Regions from separate parts of the Mus musculus genome. Here region 1 is linked to region 2. The links are chromatin contacts, called in public promoter capture Hi-C maps. All regions are on one chromosome and are shown on one strand. The core of a region is the stretch at or near the end of the contact, and the rest is flanking DNA. Distances in the headings are between cores, read along the strand shown.

What was found. Promoter capture Hi-C pulls out the DNA fragments that hold promoters and counts their contacts.
Region 1: a promoter capture Hi-C map of liver shows a contact between it and region 2, with 2.4 times the contacts expected there. The contact joins the promoter of St3gal3 here to the promoter of Uqcrh in region 2. A contact is called at or near these places in 3 of 39 promoter capture datasets (the 3T3-L1 cell line, liver and pre-B cells).

What each region holds. Positions count from the first base shown.
Region 1 is chr4:118,133,519-118,136,218 of GRCm38.p6, reverse strand. St3gal3 (ST3 beta-galactoside alpha-2,3-sialyltransferase 3) reads left to right here and starts at 1,273. Exons shown (of 12, transcript NM_009176.5): 1 at 1,273-1,829.
Region 2 is chr4:116,073,735-116,076,434 of GRCm38.p6, reverse strand. It overlaps Uqcrh (ubiquinol-cytochrome c reductase hinge protein), which reads left to right and starts at 1,365. Exons shown (of 4, transcript NM_025641.3): 1 at 1,365-1,519. The coding sequence starts at 1,466. Lrrc41 (leucine rich repeat containing 41) reads right to left here and starts at 1,166. Exons shown (of 10, transcript NM_153521.2): 1 at 828-1,166. The coding sequence starts at 1,026.

The DNA of each region.
Region 1 (2,700 bases), core at 24-2,523, 2.1 Mb before region 2:
TCTCATTACCTCAGCCTTGCTAAAGGACCGGATAATCTCGTGCCTGGTGTAATCCCAGCTCTATGGGAGTTGAGGATTGAATTCAAGCCTTTGAATGTTTGAGGCAAACGTACTACTGCCAAGCTATACCCGACAGCCCTCTCTACTTTTTTGTCCCTAAGAAGAGCCCACTGTGGGATGGAGAGATAGTTTAGCCCTTAAGAATACTTTTCTGGGGAACCCAGGTTCAGTTGTCACTGTCCACTTGGTGGCTTGCAACTGTCTGTAACTCTAGTTCCAGGGGCTATGAGGCCTTCTGGGATACACAGGCACTGGGACATACATTCATGCAGACACTAAAACAAAAACAAAATAAACCAAAACAAAACCCAAAGATACTGAGACCCACAAAGTTGTTGAATGTTTAATCCTGCTTCAGTTTAGAGAGTAGTTAAGTACGTACCACCACTACCATGATTAGTTAAGTCAACCATTCAAAAATATTTTTGGCCTATTATAAGAAAATTCCCAGTTCATAAAAAGCTATGGGACTTTCCCAAGTCTCATAAAACTGGCCTGTGGTTTTGTTTTTGTTTTTTTTTTTTTTTCTGGTGCTGGGGATGGCCTGGGGCTTTAAACTTGCTCAACTTCAAAGTTGGGTCTGCCTTAGGCACTTCCTGGCCAGTGTAGTCTAGTCTGGGTTCATGACCCACCACAGCCAAAGACTGCACTTCAGCTTTTTGCCAAAGCAGAAACTTATGTCTTGTATACCTTGTATAAGATTGGCATCTGAGAGTGCCAAGTTATGTCCCCACCTCCTCTTTGGGAAAATTCTGTATTAAATTCTGCCTTAGGATAATGCACTCCGCTGCAGAATGAGGGCGCGACCTCCTGAACTGGGTATGTGGGGTGGCTTTGTGGCCTATCTGCGACCTTTCTTCGAGGTCACGCCTGAACTTAGCAGGCCTCTTACCCTCACGGGATTGGATAGGGCTTCAGAAGGCGTTCTAGAGGTTACCACCAGCGTCAGGGGCTGACAGCAGAGTGGTGAAGTAGGGACAGAAGACTTCCTCTGGGAAGCAGAGGAAACCTGACCGCAGCCGGGCAGCCCCACGCACCGCAGCTCCACGCAGCGCTCCTCCCAAGCCCCAGCTATAGCCCGGGGATGGGGAGGGGATGGATTCGGCCTCTGGCTTCCATTGGGTCTCCGGGGTCCGGGCCCGCCCAACCCTGCGGCGAAGCCTCGCATTGGCCTGCCTGGCGCCCCGCCCGGTTCCGGTGCTCCCATTGGCTGCTGATGCCCGACCCCCGGCGCGGCCGCCGAGGCGGACCGCAGGATTGGTGGTCCCGCCGCTGCGTCCCCACCATGGCGGCGCCCGTGCAGCTTGCCGCGTCCTGGGCTCCCTCTGGGGTCCCCTCGGCTGTCCCCGCTATTCGCGCTGCAATTGCCTCCGCGCTCTGCGTGCGCCCTGGCGCCACCCGCCCCCGGCCTCCCTCTCTGCTGCGGTAAGGCCTGCCCTGCGTCCCCGAAGCAGCTCTCGGCCGCCGCGCCCCTCCCCCGGCCAGACCGGCCCGAGCCGCGCTGGGGACCAAAGCCCGGGCCCGGGTGGGGGCCAGGCCTGCCAGAGGGCCGCGCGAGCCGGGCCGAGCGCGCCGAGGTCACCTGTGTGCAGTGTCCCAGGCGCGCGAGTCTGAGCGCAAAGGAGGGTCACGGTCACCCGGGACCCGCTGTGGGACAAGCGCAAGAAAGTCCGGGGAAAGCCTAGCGGGAGTCACCAAGAGTAGCGGTTGTCATCTCTGCCTTCCCCGGGGCCAGATCCTCCTCGGAGCGACCGGGTCAGTTTATCAAAGTACGTCTTCTCGCTACCCTTTCTTCTGGAGTGCTTCCTCATTGTCTTCTCAGTGGTCTTGTTTGCGAGAGAAAAGCTTAGTGAGGACGGTAGATTTGGTTAGGCGGATGTCCCACAGATGTGTTTAGACTCCTTTTTACAGTAGCACCCATTTTTATGATTCCTCAATAAATTTAATTTTTGTCTGTTTCTCTAGAGTACGGGGAGGTGGTAAAACTGAGTCACTGTAATTAACCTAGGGAGTGACCGATGAAGGGAGCCGGCTGCTATCCCAGAAAGCAAAGAGTGCTTAACACATTTCTCTGAGGTCCTTTGAATTATTAGCACTATAGATAATGGGCTGAGAAGGAAGGAAAAGCCACGAGTTAGAGTTAGGTTCCTGACATGTAGCACAGTAGACATCATGACAATTCCACTTGTGTCCCTAAACTTTCAATTAAAGACTCAGAGGAATTGGATCCCGGGGTAGTAGGTGCACACCTGTAATAGCACTCAGAAGCTGAAGCAGGAGGATTGCTTCAGAGGCCAGCCTGGGCTACATAGAATAATAAAACCGTGTCAACAAGAGCCACATAGCAAGACCCAGTCTCAAAAGACTGAAGAAAGGAAAAGAAGAAAGATTGGAGGATTAAAAATTGGAGTAAAACCTTATGACCAGATGGGAGTTTCATATAGTCTCCTAAAATAACAGACATTTTGAAATATAAAGTGGTGTTGGTTGCTCCATTTCGCTAATCTGATGTCTGTGTCTCCTAACAAGTTATTAATGATGAAGCAAAGCAAGTGTGTTCCTAGAGACTAGTGAGCTTGCTCACACAGTCAAGCGCCTACTGAATCCGTGTTATGTTTTGTGCAAGGTGTAGACTTGAGG
Region 2 (2,700 bases), core at 116-2,615:
CTTCCCGCCGGCCGGTCTCCCGAGCCTGTCCGTGCTTACGGAGCGTCTCCCGGAGCCCTCCACTCACTTTCCTACCTTCTCCACCACCGCCCCGGTCCATCCAGAAGGCCACCGGCGCTACCTGCTCGGCGGGCAGACCCGCAGCTCAGTTTAGCAGCGAGGTCTGGGGCGTCGGTGCGCTCCCTTCAGCCCTCGCTCGGGCCGTCAAACAGGCCACGGCGCTCCCAGCCTTTTCGGCTTCTCCCCGCGACTCCGGTCCCTCGCTCGCTCTCCACTGGGCTGTCCCACCCCGCCCATCCGCGGGGCTCCCGGAGTCCAGGTACCGGTGGTGTGCCCGGCGGACAGCGGAGGCCCCGGGCCGGCAGCGCAGGTGGCTGCGGGCCTGGCCTCCTTGCCTCGGGTCGGGCCTGCCAAAGTCGGTCCCTGCCCCGGGGCAGCCCGGCCATCCCTGCCCCGTCGGTTCGAGATCCGAGAATCCTCCGTTCAGTCCGGTCCAGCCCAGTGTCAGTTCCGAGCCTGTGGCTCCGGCCTGCTACTCCAGCCCCCGTCGCTAGGGCCCTGGCAGCTCTGCCCCGTACCGGGCCTTCTGGCCTCGCCCCCCGCGCCCCCCAGGCGAGCCGCGGCTCGGCTTCACCGGCTCCCTCGGTCTCAGGCTTCACTCCGTCCCGCCCTGTCAGTCACGGAATTTCTGTTCCGACTCCACCATCGAACTCCCGGGGCTCCCAGCTGGGCCTGGCCCCGGGCCTCTCGGCCTCGCCCCCCGCGCCCCCTGGCCGCCGGGCCGCCCCCGCTCGCTGCCGGAGGTCGCCCCTCACTCCGCGACTTACCCCACACCCCGCTCTCCAGAACCCCCATATGGGCGCTCACTGCCCGCCCGCACAGCTCGAACAGGGCGGGGGGAGCGCTGGGGCCCGAGGCCGAGCTCTTCGCTGGCGCCGCCTCCCGGGACGTGGCCTCCATGGTCGTTGCTGCCGCTACCTCACAGAACCAGCAACTCCGGGCGCGCCAGGCCTCGGGCGCCGCCATCTTGGGGAGGTGCGCGAGCCCGAGAATGACACCCGCGGGCCGCCATCTTGAAGAGGTCAGCTTTTAGGACCGCTCCATAAGGGATATGGGGAAGAACAGAAACAACATTAAAAGATCGTCAAACAGAGGAGCAGATGACTCAAGTATCTTAGGGAATACTACTTGGAAAAATACTGTAGATCAACACATTTGGGCAAGAAGTGACCGAAAGGATGTTTCTTAGCAAATTCTTTGCAGGCGTATATAGCAGCTCCCCCTACGTCTCGTAGCTAGCGAGTAGTACAGCCCAATTTGTGCGTGTGTTCGGGACTACGAGGAGTATGCCGCACTTCCGGCCAGGTCGCCGGATATCCGTCGAGTGACCCTTACTAGTCCTTCTTAAACCTGAAGTGGAGTACTACTCTGGTTGCGCTTGTTGGATCCCAAACCGGCTCCCGACATGGGACTAGAGGACGAACGAAAGATGCTCACTGGATCTGGAGACCCCAAAGAGGTAAGGCTTCGAGGTTGGCGGGCCCGGGACCTAGCTCAACAAAGCACCTCCCGGGGCTCTCTTAGTCCGGGTTTATAGCCTAGGGTTTGCGGGGTCCAGAGAGGTGGTTTCCGTTACTTACCTTCAGAATTCTTTGGTTGACCTTGGGCAGATTAATAGCTAGTCTTTCTCGGGATTGGCTTCCCCAAACCAGGAATGTGAAAGTGTAACTGGAGTTTATAATGCTGCACTGATAAACTTGTGTAAACAAACAAACAACCCCCCCCCAGGTTTTTGAGGTTCTAATTTGATAAATGTTTTGAGGTTCTAACTTGATAAGTGCGTGAAGCAAAAAACTAACGTTAGTCTTTAACGTAGCTTAGGTCAGAATTTATTTATGGAGATTTCGGGGACCCTAGTCTTCGGAAAAGTGCTTTCAGGAGTTGGGGTGTAGCTTCATGGTAAAGCTCTTGCCTAGCATTAACAAGCCCTGTATTCGCTTCCCAGCATCTCCAACAAAAAGCGGTTCTTTATCTTTTGGGATGGAGATGGCCGAGGACTTGTGCCTTTGGGGACAGTTTAAGAATGTGTAGTGTAATTCTGTGGTGCAAGAGGGAGCTCTTTCCCAAGTTGAGCATCATTGTGATAAATATTGGCTGCTTATGTGCTGAGTGCTTTATATGCACTAAGATACTTAACTTGCACAGTTTCCCCATGAGGTAAATATCAGGTACATTATATATTTTTGTCACTTTTATTACATGAGGCAGCAAGCAAGGAAGTTTATCTTGAATGAGGGCACACAACTAGCAAGACAATACAACTGGGACTCCAATGCAGACGTCCAGGCTTGAGAGCCAGAGCTCTAGCCCGAGACTCACTTTGCTTCCATTTCCTGTGCATTTGTCTTGTCTACTTCAGGACAAGCCATCAGGGCTTAATGGATTAATTAGTTGGCAAATTATTTATCCCTTAATTTTTTCAAGTTTTCATTCTCAGAAAGTTTAACAGGATACCACAGCAGATAGAAGTTTTAAAATTAAGAAAGTTGGGCATGGTGGTCCGTGTCTTTAATCCCAACACTCAGGAGGCAATGGCAGGAGGATCTCTGTAAGTTCAGAGCCATCCTGGTCTTCATATCAAACTCCATGACAGCCAGGACTATAGAGATCCTTTCTCAAAAAAACAATAAACCAACAAAT